Linked DNA regions of Mus musculus: region 2 is linked to region 1. A link is a contact called in public Micro-C data. All regions are on one chromosome and are shown on one strand. Each heading gives the region's core, a stretch centred on a gene start, on an enhancer-like site or on the middle of the called end of the contact. The rest is flanking DNA. Distances are from core to core; before and after follow the strand shown. Region 1 holds the start of Nkx2-1 (NK2 homeobox 1). Region 2 holds the start of Six1 (sine oculis-related homeobox 1).

What was found. A called contact is a pair of places that touch in the nucleus more often than the background predicts.
Region 2: a Micro-C map of embryonic stem cells shows a contact between it and region 1, with 17 times the contacts expected there. The contact joins the promoter of Six1 here to the promoter of Nkx2-1 in region 1. A contact is called at or near these places in 4 of 39 promoter capture datasets (cranial neural crest, embryonic stem cells and hippocampal neurons) and 2 of 484 Hi-C or Micro-C datasets (both in embryonic stem cells).

The regions. Positions count from the first base shown.
Region 1 is chr12:56,532,815-56,539,866 of GRCm38.p6, reverse strand. It overlaps Nkx2-1 (NK2 homeobox 1), which reads left to right and starts at 2,959. Exons shown (of 3, transcript NM_009385.3): 1 at 2,959-3,558; 2 at 4,794-5,179; 3 at 6,087-7,052. The coding sequence starts at 4,807. The coding sequence ends at 6,832. Gm26973 (a long non-coding RNA gene) reads right to left here and starts at 2,677. Exons shown (of 6, transcript XR_872771.2): 1 at 2,361-2,677.
Region 2 is chr12:73,044,220-73,051,271 of GRCm38.p6, reverse strand. It overlaps Six1 (sine oculis-related homeobox 1), which reads left to right and starts at 4,560. Exons shown (of 2, transcript NM_009189.3): 1 at 4,560-5,405. The coding sequence starts at 4,846. Gm51264 (predicted gene, 51264) reads right to left here and starts at 5,387; the gene lies at 5,324-5,387.

The DNA of each region.
Region 1 (7,052 bases), core at 1,710-4,209:
ACAGAAGGTTATGAGACATAAATCCTGTACTGGGAATAGAACCCAGGTTCTCTGAAAGTGTTCTTTACCACTGAGACATCTCCCCAGCCCCATCAAGTCCTCCCAAGTACAGCACAGCAAAGATGCTATACCTGCAGTAGCTATCGGAGGATTGGGTGTTGCTTCTTACAGAGCCTTAGAGGCTTGATCCCCAAGTTGAAGTCTGAAATACTGAATTAGAATAATTCATTGTGCTAATGTGCTTAAAGACGGTCAAACTCCTGCACAGCATCTCATCACCGATTATTTAAGTCACTGACACAGCAAAGTAGGAAGTTGTATGAGGCAGGCTTCTACCACATCCCCACATACAGTGTGTATGCACACATTCATGCACGTGTCCATGTGCATGTATGGTGTCCATGTGCATGTATGAAGGGATTTGCTCCAGGGGATGGTGGGAGCTCACATAATCAGAAAGTGGTAAAGCCAGGTCTCAGACACCAAGATTTCTGAGCTCTACTCCAGGGCATCTCCACCCCCCCCCCCAAGTCCCCCAGCACTAACCTAGCTAATCCAGGACACAAAACTTCACTGGGACACGCCCCCTTTCTCAATGCTTGTTACAAAGTAATTATACATCACTGCAGTGATCTAGTGCTAATATGGAAGCTTCAGGTGGAGACCGGCCATAGATAGGTCGTTAATGGCTAAATACTCTGACCTAGCCTACCAAATATCGGATACAGCATGGGTTCCAAGAGTAGTTGCTAAGTGAATCATGAATTGTAAGATAACATTTTGAACTTTGCAGCATTAGAAGAAGCACATCTAGTGCCCTTGGCAGATGTGAAGGGTTTCATGGGAGTTGGAAGTAAGCAAGCTGAGGTGTAGGTGGCAAGTGGTAGATCTGGTTTGGACATCCTCTCTCTAGCGTTCTACCAGTGAGCTTTCAAAGAGACACTGGAGGGGAAGAAGGAAGTGTCCCTCTGCTACACTGCTGCAAAGACTAATGGTTACTCTGCTCTTCTTCTGGTGAAGCCTGAGTCTCTGCAGCCCTTTGATTCCTAACTAGTGAGATTAAAGAGGACCCTTGGGGCTGAACCAGGGAATAACCTTATGAGGGCTGAGCTCTGTCCTGCTAGCCACAAGGCCAGTCTACTGACAGCGCAGGAGGCACCAGCCATGAGGGGTGGACTAGGTTTTTAAGAATTAATCCACAGCTACAAGAGGGGAAAAAAATATCTCTGGTTTAACCCGAGTGGGTCCTGTTCAAGATGAGTCAGAGAGGCAGCATGCTCTCTAGTCAGAAAGACTAACCTGGTGAGAATTCTCAAGATCTTTGCATGGATGAGTTCAGAGATAAATAGGTGGCTCCCCACCCACCCACCCAACACCCCCCCCAGGCCCCCAAAGGCTCTTGAGAATTCTGGCTTACTCTTGTGGATGTCAGTGCTCATGGGAAATAATCCAGAATGGTGGATGTTTATGAAGGGGCAGAAGTATGGGAAGTTCATTTGGTTCAAGTCACAGAGTGCAACAGAGCCCCTCACCCCCAGTTCTAGATGGGAGCTGTTGGCATTGGTGCCAGCAGGAGAAGTTTGAAGCTCAGTCCAGTTCCCCTCCCCTTCAGGGTAAAGCATGGGGGTTGCCAGGCATCACTCCCCTCGAACTCTGACTGAAGCTCAGCCCCTCACCTAGTGCTGTGCGGCTGGGGATGGGGGCCCCTAGTTACAGTAGGGCTAAGATGCAGCTTGTGTACATTCTCCCAAACTGGCCACCTGCTGGTGTTTTTGAAGGTCCGGGCTGCACGGCTCAGAGACTGTAGAAGATTGAACAAACCTTTCACTCCAGACTAACAGGCCCCCCGAAGAAGCAATGGATTTGATATTAACCACAGACACAGAAATATCGACCTTGTTAGTGAGCTTAATTTTCTTCCCTCAAAGCTTTGGGCGTGTTTTGATGTGCCTGATTTTGCTTAAATCTCACCAAAAAACCTTCTGAAGAATTACCTCCTTCTGTAAGTGGCACTAAAACCGGGAGAGACAAATGACACTCTACCCTTGGTGTTCCTATGACCACCAACAATTATAAAATAACGGGGTTAAATGGAGACGGAGGACCAGGGACTTCCTAAGACGATCCCGTTCCCAATGCTAGCAGATCTGGGTCGCGCCTTCAGACTAGGTCTGCATTATGCTTTGCCTGCCCTTTCTGCCGTTCACTTGATCTAGCGTGGCTTCCCCTCCCTGCACTCTCGACACTGTAGACCAAAGTGCTGTAGCTCATCTTGAGAGCGCCCCCCAGAGAAGTCCCTGGGAAAGGAGAGCGCAGAGCTCTGCTTTCCACTTGTCCTTAGCTACAGAGACACAACGCACCTGGCCGCTTAAAGTCGGGGTTCCCTGCTTCAAAGCCACCTCGGGGGCGGTTCGAAAATGCGGGCCCAGATGGGAGGCCCGCTGATGCCCAGAGCCTTCCTTCCCTTCACGATGGAGGTAGGTGGTGAGGAAAGCTAATGTTAGTTTAGTCGTCGGCTTTGTGTTGAGGGAGTAGAGAGCACTCTTCAAGGAGAGATCTTAAAAAGCAAATAAAACAACTTTCCATACTATAATTGCTATTAATGGAAAGGAGCCTACCCTGCTGAATTAAGTAGTTCAAAACTGCTTGTTCATTATCGGGAGCTCCCTCACTACAAGGAGGGGAAAGAAAATGTGAAAACAAAAACCAAAATCAAGAAGCCTCCTTGACTGGCCGCCGAAGTGTCTAGGAGGCACCTGCCGGGCCAGGAAGCACTCCGCCCTCCCAGCCTCTAGCGCTCCAAGAAAGCTCGAACAGCAGACAAGCAAAGCCAAAACAAAAACAAACAATAACGAAAACGCTTAAATTCCAAGGAGAAAAAAAAAAAAACGGAGGTGGTCTCCAAATCTGTGCCATGCAGGGCTTGGCTGGGTAACCCACTTAGCTGCTGATCCTGACCTGGTAACAGCAATGAGGCTGACGCCCCCGGGCCCGCTAGGGAGCACAGCCCACAGCTCCCCCTTGCCAGGCGCCCAAGGACCCTCAAGGCGCGGGGCTCACACTTGAAGCCTGGGAACGCTCAGACAGGAAACCCACTTCCTCCTAAGCAGTTTCTTCCTAGCCGGATGAGAGGCGCCCAATTGAAGCAGAATGATCCTCATCTACTAATATCCAGCGTGGCCACAAAGCGACCGGCCATTTACGCCGCCACTTTAGACAAAGATATTTGGTTATTCCCGGGGAAGCAAGTGCACTTTTGCATGGCTGAGCTCCGGGAGGAGGCGAGCCTCAGCCCAGCCTCCCGCCCGCTGGGCTGCGGGCGTCGAGATATTCGCCTCCTCCCGGACAACGAGTTCCACCCGGGTTCAGACTCAGTTCCACTCTGCAACGGATCTGCGGGCGCTCACGCGGCTCCCCGCCCGGGCTTTCACTGAAGCATCGGAAGGGAAAACTGCGGGGATCTGAGCTGGGGTGCTGGGACTGGGATGTCCTCGGAAAGACAGCATCAGCTTCTGAAGCCGAAGTATCCAGGCCATGGGCAAGGGTCAGGGGCACCAGGTTTGTTCGAGATGGGGCAACTTCCGTGGTGGACTCTCCTGTTAATCCCCCGCACCCTTAGCCTCGTAGCTCAGAGGGCCAGCGGTGTACTTGCCTGGGCCGGCAAAAGGGGTGGAGAAAGGGAGCGGCGGGGTGGGGTGGGCTGGGGGGGCTGGTCCGCTAGGGAGCCAGGAGCTTGGTGGGGGGTGGCGCGGGGATCGGTGACAGCCTCCCGGAGGCAGTCGTTCCCTTACTCAGCTCCCCCTCCGCCCGCTGGGATTCTCTCGGGTAAGGGGAAAGGGGGCGGGGAGCAGAGGTGTCCCTCTGACGGCGGCGGCAGAAGAAGCAGACAGACTGACAGACACATAGACCAACAGTGCAGCCCCAGGGTTCATCCCCAGACTCGCACACTCTTTTGGTGGTGACTGGGGCTCAGCGCAGCGAAGCCCGATGTGGTCCGGAGGCGGTGGGAAGGCGCGGGGCTGGGAGGCCGCAGCGGGAGGGAGGAGCAGCCCCGGCAGGCTCAGGTGAAATCCCGCTCCCTGCTCCTCAGCCCCCTTCTCCCCCAAAGGCCAGCCCCTGACCTCGGAACCCCGACCAAATTGGACCGCGGTTCCACTTTGTAACTCCCCAAGTTGGTTGCAAAGCAGTATTCACCTTCCGTTCTCCTTTCCATCCCTCCCCTTAGGTTATTCTCTACCCCACCTCTGGCCCTCCCGCTCTCGGTTCCCTCCTCCTTCCCCCCCCCCCGCCTTTTCCTCGCGCGCCACAGGCACCCCACAAAAATGGGGGTGGGGGTGTCCAAGGGAGGGGGAAAGTAATGCTTTGGTTCTCTCTCTCTCTCTCTCTCTCTCTCTCTCTCTCTCTCTCTCTCTCTCTCCCTCTCTCCTTCTTTCTCTCTTTGAGACCTAAAAATCTTGACAAGTGAAGCTTAAAGGTGTTTACCTTGTCATCAGCATGTAAGCTAATTATCTCGGGCAAGATGTAGGCTTCTATTGTCTTGTTGCTTTAGCGCTTATGCCCCGCCTCTGGTGGCTGCCTAAAACCTGGCGCCGGGCTAAAACAAACGCGAGGCAGCCCCCGAGCCTCCACTCAAGCCAATTAAGGCGGACTCGGTCCACTCCGTTACGTGTACATCCAACAAGATCGGCGTTAAGGTAACACCAGAATATTTGGCAAAGGGAGAAAAAAAAAGTAGCGAGGCTTCGCCTTCCCCCTCTCCCTTTTTTTTTTCCTCCTCTTCCTTCCTCCTCCAGCCGACGCCGAATCATGTCGATGAGTCCAAAGCACACGACTCCGTTCTCAGTGTCTGACATCTTGAGTCCCCTGGAGGAAAGCTACAAGAAAGTGGGCATGGAGGGCGGCGGCCTCGGGGCTCCGCTCGCAGCGTACAGACAGGGCCAGGCGGCCCCACCGGCCGCGGCCATGCAGCAGCACGCCGTGGGGCACCACGGCGCCGTCACCGCCGCCTACCACATGACGGCGGCGGGGGTGCCCCAGCTCTCGCACTCCGCCGTGGGGGGCTACTGCAACGGCAACCTGGGCAACATGAGCGAGCTGCCGCCTTACCAGGACACCATGCGGAACAGCGCTTCGGGCCCCGGATGGTACGGCGCCAACCCAGACCCGCGCTTCCCCGCCAGTAAGTGAGGCCGCCCCGCCGCGGGGCCGCGGGCTAAGCACCGGAGGCGCGGTCGGCGCGGCCGGCGAGGTGCGGCGCCCGCCGGTGGCGCTGGGCATCGGGGTGGGCAGCCGAACAGCCTTGTGTAGGAGTGGGGTGAGGGCACTGGACTTTCTTCCCCCCGCTGGGCAAGGGTTTCAAAGGAGGTACTTAGAAGAGCTGGGGTCCTGCGGACAGGTGCTAGCACCCGACCACCGCAGGCACCAAGGACAGACTTGATGCTCAAGACTTCAGGGAGCTAAGGAAGGCCCACCCGGGACTCGGCTAGGGAGGCTAGGAACTCGGGCCAGAGGAGTTAGGGACCAGGAGGGGCGAGTAGAGAGAGCCGCCCTGCTGGGATGCATCCCGGTCGGGCTGCCTCGATTTCTAAAAGTCTCCCTCTGGGTGGCTTGGGAGGGCGCACAGCTCTGGAGGAGGCTCTACGTGGGTCGGGCGGGTGGCTGTCCTCACCTAGAGCCCGCAAGAGAGAAAGCCAGAGAGGCCAAGCGCCTGGAAGCTGGGGCGTTTGTAAGTGAAAACTCCCTTTTGTTAAGCTCCTGAACTTGGTCTACCGTCCGACCCCAGCTCTCTGCACCCTTGGGTCTCCCACCTGGCTTGGGCATGAAAGGAGTCAAAGCAACCCTTTTCCCTCACTGCACATTCTGGGTCTAAAGGGACACTGATACCAATGAGGAGTAGCTAGACTTTAAACCCTTAAGTAGTTCGACGGCACGGCCCGCTAGCTGGGCCTCTTTTGGGAAAGAGCACTAGGCGGCGGCCTAGGTGAGGAGGATGCCGTCGAAAGTTGGGGCGGGCAGGCCAAGGGCACAGAAAGCGGGGTTGCCCCGGCCCCGGCCCCAGCCGACCGCTGTGCGTTTGTCGCTTACAGTCTCCCGCTTCATGGGCCCGGCGAGCGGCATGAATATGAGTGGCATGGGCGGCCTGGGCTCGCTGGGGGACGTGAGCAAGAACATGGCCCCGCTGCCCAGTGCGCCCCGCCGGAAGCGCCGGGTGCTCTTCTCCCAGGCGCAGGTGTACGAGCTCGAGCGACGTTTCAAGCAACAGAAGTACCTGTCGGCGCCGGAGCGCGAGCATCTGGCCAGCATGATTCACCTGACACCCACGCAGGTCAAGATCTGGTTCCAGAACCACCGCTACAAGATGAAGCGCCAGGCTAAGGACAAGGCGGCGCAGCAACAACTGCAGCAGGACAGCGGCGGCGGCGGAGGCGGCGGTGGCGGTGCGGGATGCCCGCAGCAGCAGCAAGCTCAGCAGCAGTCGCCGCGCCGGGTGGCCGTGCCGGTCCTAGTCAAAGACGGCAAACCCTGCCAGGCGGGCGCCCCTGCCCCGGGAGCCGCAAGCCTGCAAAGCCACGCGCAGCAACAAGCTCAGCAGCAGGCGCAGGCGGCGCAAGCGGCTGCCGCGGCCATCTCAGTGGGCAGCGGTGGCGCGGGTCTAGGAGCACACCCAGGCCACCAGCCGGGCAGCGCAGGGCAGTCCCCGGACCTGGCGCACCACGCAGCCAGCCCCGCGGGGCTGCAGGGCCAGGTCTCCAGCCTATCCCATCTGAACTCCTCGGGCTCGGACTATGGCGCCATGTCTTGTTCTACCTTGCTTTATGGTCGGACCTGGTGAGACGTGAGATGCGCTTGAGCCCCGCGCGACCTCAACGCTTCCCCTCTGCCTTCCGCAAAGACCACCATTCGCCCGCTGCTCCACGCGCTTCTACTTTTTTTAAGAATCTGTTTATGTTTAGACCAAGGAAAAGTACACAAAGACCAAACTGCTGGACGACTTCTTCTTCTTCTTCTTCTTCTTCTTCTTCTTCTTCTTCTTCTTCTTCTTCTTCTTCTTC
Region 2 (7,052 bases), core at 3,311-5,810, about 17 Mb before region 1:
GATGTACATTAGTTGAGAGAGAGGGAGGGAAAGTTGACTGAAAATCCAATGGAAGATAAGGACTCTCGGGGAGTTTTCATTTTGTAAACTTGCTCTCCGATGTAATGTTTAAGGAGAAACGGACCATGTGTTTTACAGGCTTCAGGACTGATTGTGACACCTCACTTTCCAGAAAGGTGATGGCCACCTCATGCTGAATGGGATCTTCTGGTTCAGACGTGACCATTGGTGTCCCTGGGCTGAGCCTCCTCCGTGTGCGTGTGCAGCTGAAATAAAATAAGCGAAGTGGGGCGGGGAGAGGGGAAGGAGAAGAAAGGAAGGGAGCTGGAAGAAAGGAAGAGGTGGATACCAAAGGGACAAAGCAAGAGTAGAGGGTGAGCGAAGGAGCGACAGCTCAGGTGCTGACAATATAAGTCACTTTTGAGTATAGTACAGAGAATGAGACTGAGGCACACAGCAATACCTTCCAAAGGCAAGGGCCCAGCACCCCTGCTTTTCCCTCTCTGGGAGTTTTCAGTATGAGGAGAGGATAGGGATAGGGAGCTCAGATTGGTGGAGACCAGAGCTAGGGTGCGTGTGTTTGGGGGTGTCCTGTTTTATCTGCCCCTCTATGTTTCTCGGGACAGTGAGGAGATTGAGATGGCATTTTCGGGGTTGCATGCATGGACAGAGTACAGGGTTTCACTCGTGGGACTTCAGCTAGTTCTGTTTGTCCAGGTGTGGGAGGGGGCGGCAGTCGACTGGCAGTCCTGGGCCAGCCTAGTACCACGGAAGCGGGAGCCTCTGTCCCCAAGCTTCCCCGAATCCAGGAGAAAGCCACTACAACCCCCTATTCCCATACATAAATACATCAGGACTACAGACAAATCCTCATTGTTTAGAAATAAGCCGAGGAGGCCGGACGGCTCCCCCCAGTGAGGCAGAACGAGGCAAAGAGGATGGTGGGAGGGAGGGGGGAGGCAGGGGACGCGCGGATCCGGTGTCGCGTTGCAGATTCCCACTAAAGATAACGAAACGTGATCTATTTTTCAGAACAGCAAGTGGATGGGAAAGAACCTTGACAACACAAAACTCATTTACTAATGGACTGGTTTTGAGTTTCTCCTCCCTGGGTCCGCAAATCTCCCTTCCTGATCCCTAGGCCTATTCAGCCCTGGTAGGCAATGGCGTTCTGACCAGGGCAGGTGGGCGGCAGCTCCCGTACTGTCGCTTAGGATCTTAACCGGGTTCCCAAGGACCTTGGGGATGAGCGGCTTCTGTCAAAGCAGAGGGGAAAGATGAATAATGTTGCCTCCGCTCGGATCTGAGTCTACATACTGCCGCAGAAAGACGACACTAGTTTATTGAAGATACCCTTGACTTCCAATCTGAACGTAGGGTATGAGCCCCAAGTCTTTCTTGATGGTAAATGAACTCAAAGAAACCCGACTGGGAGCCTCAAGGCATCTTGCTTCAAGCCAGGAAAAAAAGCAAGTAGGTCCCAGATACAGGGTTTTGATCCAAGGCCTATGTCAGCCTATGTTTTCTCCCTGGCCTTTCGGTCCACTGCTTAAGTTTACCTGCCATTCATTACCTGCACGGCAAAGGCATCCAGTGCTGAAACCCGACTTCAAGAGCATCTCTCCAGCTTCAGCCTACTAAGCAGGAGTGGACTAGAGTTGTTGAGTTTCCTTTAACTTCCGGACGCATCTTTGCTTTTCATGCGATTTGCATTGACAGCAAAGGTTTTATATTACAGAACAACTCAAACCTTTCTGTGAGAGATTTAAAATGGAGCATTTGGTTTGTGTGGTTTGTAAATTCATGTCATTTTACCTCTTTTAGTGGTTTTCAGTGAAAGGTTCCATTTTGGGAAACCTTATATATCCAAGCCAATAATTATCATTTATAACAATTGGTTCCCTTAACCGAGGGATCCAAATAGCAGAGAGGCTCCTTGGTACAAAGCACATAGCACTTCTTTCTCCCTTTTAGTTAAGCGATCTATTGGAATAAATGGAATAAGGGGGAGGGGGCAGGGGAATACTGGTGTGTCCAACCCCTTCCCCACCCACCCCCCCTGAGGAAAAACATTTTCTCATTTACCTCATTGCTAGTTTTCATATCAGCCGCTCCACTCCTCTTCCCACGTGTCACCAGTGTCTGGTACAGTCCTGACTCCTTTTGAACGGAGATGAAACATAGGGGGCTCTGGAGGATGCCCTGAAATGGTGGTCATACTATTGCTCTTCCTTCCGTTATCCTCTGTAAATGTATACCCGTCCTTATCTGTGAGTTATACCTCCTGTCTCTACGAAGACAGTTAATTACAAATTATCTGCTGTACTCAACTGACGGCTTTGCCTTTTAAGAGATGTGGTTGTGCTTATAACCCTCTTCCCATTTTAATTGTGCACACTTGTTCCAGACTTTAGGGTACTGATTTTGAGAGCCCGTATAAGTCCCCATTCTGGTCCTCACACAGCTGCCATGTCAATAAGGACTGTTCCAAGCAGAGACATTCCTCTTGGCAGGACACTACAGTTCCCCAAGACTTCAACTGAAACGTCATGAGCACTAAAATAAGACAGCGAGGGAAAATTACCAGGCACACAGCCTTGGGCTCAGCAGTGCCAGGCTTCCAGTTTAGAAAGTAAGTCATCAGGCATACCATGTGGCAGGAGCTCTTTTGAAATGATAAATACCATTAAATGCATTTTATATATTTAAAAAAAAAACCCAAGCCTAAATGTAATGACATATCAGCATCTGCTTCCAAGGTTTAATTGCTCAGGGTAGACGGAGTTTCAAGGAAGCAGAAAGCCTTGTGTGGGAGCTCATCAGAGAAGAGGTTTTCTGGCTACTTACAATCTCTCCAGGGAAACAGCCCTGAGGTGGGAACCCTTTATGATGTTGAAAGGCATGTAGCAGGGTGCACTGAACTGGGTGCATTTTTTAAAAAAACATCTAAATAATACAAAGGGAATCCCTTCTCTCACTTGGATCTCAAAATGCAAAGAGTTCTTTGGCTGATGGAATCAAACCACGGCAAGGAGACAAGCTAGTTTGAAGAGCCCAGTGTTTGCTCCCTGCCACTCCCTAAGAGGGCACACCGGAATCAAAAGCATTTTTGAAGTGTACTTAAAATTCTGTTTTCAACTTATCTAATCAGAGATAAGTATAGTCATAAAGTCACTCTCCCTCCACCTTCCCTTATCTCCACCCATTGTTCTTATCTCTTGCTTGACTTAGCCACTGACAATAGATTATCTTTGTTTAGAGAGGCTAATTGTTTTTGAAATCTTTTTAATAATTGCTTTGGAACAAGGTGTGCAAATGAGGCTTAAGTTAATTACAGCTTCATTTGTCTGTGCAGTTTTACTAAGCATTCTCCCCACAGAAACAAAATAGCAGATGATGGAACTTAAATTGCAGGACACATCTCATTGGCTGGCAGTAAAATAGGCCAGCATTGCAAACACACACACACACACACACACACACACACACACACACACTTTATTTAATCTTCTTGGAGCCACTGTGGTTCTAGCTTAGAGGGCAGTGTCCCTCTCAGAGCAGGGCAAGGATTATGTTACAACCAGACAGTTATTGGAGCTGGGCGCAGTTTTATTTAATTTACACCCCATTCAGCGCCTTTTGCATGAGGTTCCCCAATTTTTTTTTTTTTTTTTGCTAATGGCAAGTAAAGCTTTTCAGCATCCATCGGTAGCAGGGGTTGCTTTGAAAAAACGCAACCGTACAACTGGGGAAACTGAGTCCAGAAGTCTATGGACAGCAAGATTCTAAATTGCAGATGAAGCCCTGGTGTCTCTATGCTACAGTGCCAGGGTCAACCCTTCTGATCCCTCTTCTAGAGGCACTTTGAGAATGAGGGGAATGTTGCCCAGATCAGAGTCCTTGAGACCTTTAGGAGGTGTTAGGAGTTAGGAAGAGAAAGGGTGTAGGAGTTGGGGGGTGGGGGTGGGGGTGGGGGTGGGGGGCTAGGTTTGTCTTCACCTCCAGGAACCAAACCTGGAAGAAGCCACTTTCAGAGTGCTTGCAGCACAGAACCCTAGTCTCCTTTTGTATTATTTATCTCATTCCATAAGCTATTCATCAATCCATTATTTATTCATCTTAACATTAAGGTAATTAAATATGAGCTCACCGGGAAAAGCCAAGACTGCAAGAGACAGGGCTAAGAATATGGAGAAGAGGGTCATTAGAACGTCTGCAGCCATTGATTTGTGCTGCGTGAGGCTCCCCTTAGGTGACACCAAAGAGGGCGCCGCTTCGCAAGGTCCTGACTTGGTCACCACCCTTTTCAGCACCCCAGTTCCCTCCTCCCGACCCCACCTCACTTCCCACCTCTCCGGGTCCTTCTCCTCCCACCACTTCTTATCCTAGGCAGCACTCGGTAGCTTCGCCCTCCCCACGCGGGGCGGCAGGGTGGCGCGGCTTTGCTGCCGGGCCGGGCGGCGCGCAGGCTGGCCAGCTTCGGATAGGCGCCGCTCGCAGCCAATCAGCGTGTCGGGGACGCTGCGCGCTTTAAGGCCGCTGCGGGGAGAACAGAAACCAAGTTCCCCGGCAACCAGCAGCATCCACCCGGCGGCAGGCGGGAGCCAGCGAGGCCCAGAAGGCTGTAGAGAACGCCAGCCACTCGGAGTCTAGCTCACCCCTACTTCTCTTCGTCTTCCTTGGCCTCCCACCCGCCGAGGTTCGACTGGTCTCTTCGCCCGCGCCAAGGCTAGGGAGGGGGTTAGGAGCAGCCGCGCCCCCCTCCCCGCGGCAGCCGCCCCCTGCTCTCCCAGCTCTGCTCACTGCCGCGTGCGCCCGGGCCCGTGCGCCCCGGCAGCGCCAGCCATGTCGATGCTGCCGTCGTTTGGTTTTACGCAAGAGCAAGTGGCGTGCGTGTGCGAAGTTCTGCAGCAAGGAGGGAACCTGGAACGCCTGGGCAGGTTCTTGTGGTCGTTGCCCGCCTGCGATCACCTGCACAAGAACGAGAGCGTGCTCAAGGCCAAGGCGGTGGTCGCCTTCCACCGCGGCAACTTCCGCGAGCTCTACAAGATACTGGAGAGCCACCAGTTCTCGCCTCACAATCACCCCAAACTGCAGCAGCTGTGGCTGAAAGCGCACTACGTGGAGGCCGAGAAACTTCGCGGCCGACCCCTGGGTGCCGTGGGCAAATATCGGGTGCGCCGAAAATTCCCGTTGCCGCGGACCATCTGGGACGGCGAGGAGACCAGCTACTGCTTTAAGGAGAAGTCTCGGGGCGTGCTGCGGGAGTGGTACGCGCACAACCCCTACCCCTCACCGAGGGAGAAACGGGAGCTGGCCGAGGCCACCGGCCTCACCACCACCCAGGTCAGCAACTGGTTTAAGAACCGGAGGCAAAGAGACCGGGCCGCCGAGGCCAAGGAAAGGTACGCGGCGTGCTTGCCCAGGCTCGGGTGACCCCGGGAAGTTTCACCCTTCGCTCCCTTCTGCCCCCCGCAGGCGTCGCCACCAGCTTCCTACCCGCCGCCACCCGGCAGAGGTCCGTGGGGCGGCACCCCGGCCTCGGCGACGCTGCTGTGAAGGTTCATGAACTCTTGAGGTTGCCTGTTAGGGACTGGGTCGCGTTTGCGTGGAGCACTCGCGCGTGGGTTTCTTTGGTGAGGGAAAGTGTGGGGAACGGTCGGCGTTGGGTTTGTTTCATGCCCTCCGGGCTGGCTCCGGCGAAGAGAAGGGATGGCCAGGGAGTTTGTAGATCAGAGGAAACGGGGGTATTGCTTGGTATCGCGAGGGAAGCTGTTCGGTACGGCGGAAGGTCTCGAACCTCCGCTCTTTCGCTCCGTCTTGAAGCTGGTCTGAGTCGAACGCTCGGCCCCCAGTACCTCCCGGCTCTCTGCTCATTCTCTCCGGCTAGTCTATGGAGGAGAGTTCTGCTTCATTTCGCGCTAGTTGGACAAAGGGAGGAGTCTTGTAAAAAGAAATACCCTGGAAAGGGGACACTGGGGGTGTCGCTGCTGGGTGTCCTATCAGAGGCCCCAAGCCGGGAGAAGACTGCCGCCTGCCGCGCTCCCTCATGCTTGGCCGGGTTGCTTTCGCTGGCCCCGCCGCCGCCGCTGCGGGCGAGGAGAAGGGCTCCAGTCGCTGGCTTCCCCCTCCCGGGAGCACGGAAGCAAAGCTTTAAAAAAAGAAAAGAAAAGAAAGAAAGAAAAAGAAAGAAAGGGGAAAAGTCTCCCTTCTCCCCTCCTCTCCTCTCGCAGACGCGGCGGTTCCTCGGCCCGGGAGGTTCGTAGCGGAGCTTCTGGCCGAGGTTCGGAGGAGCGCGGGGCGGAAAAGTTGGGGAGCTGGGCACAGAGCCCCGCTGTGCTCGCCTTTGTTCACTGTCAGCCTGGGGGCCGAAGATCTGGCTTCCAGGATTCCCCCTGGGTGGGGAAACCACAGAGCCTGCCTAAATTCCGGGGAAAGGGGCTCTCCGGAAGAGAAAGACGGTGCTGGGAAGGGAGTGTGCAGGCGGGCGAGCGCTAGGCTCCGGGTGGCCGCCGGCGCTGGAAAGGAGGAAGAGCGAGCAGTCCTGAAGTTGAGTGGGACCCGGGGACCCGGGGACCCGGTGCGGGGACGGACTGACACTCCGTTGTGCGGGGTCGGCCGGCGCCCAGCCGGGGCGGGGCAGCGAAGTTTGCCCGGCTGAGAAAGGGTGGGAGGCTCTGGATTGTGGGCGAGCAGCTCAGAGAGGAGAGCAGGAGGGGCTGGGGAATGAACTAGGAGTAACGAAACAGGGATTGCTCGGCTCCAGCTACCCTTTAGTTTACAAAACGGCCGGTCCCCAAGCCAAGCGAGGGCCCACTCCCGGGTGAAATCCGAGAGACTGGCTAAGCTCCCTGTGTTTACTCAGGTCACTGGGCCGCTCTGGGCACGACTTCCCATGACCTGTCCTAGGTCTCTGGAACCCCAGCCTCCAGACAGGGGCAGGGAAACTGGTCATCTAATTGTTTCCTCAGATGGAGGCAGGCAATTGACTTGGGTCAGAGCAAGCATTTGTGCATTGGGCAGTTTGTCTCCCGATCATTTCGTTATTGCAA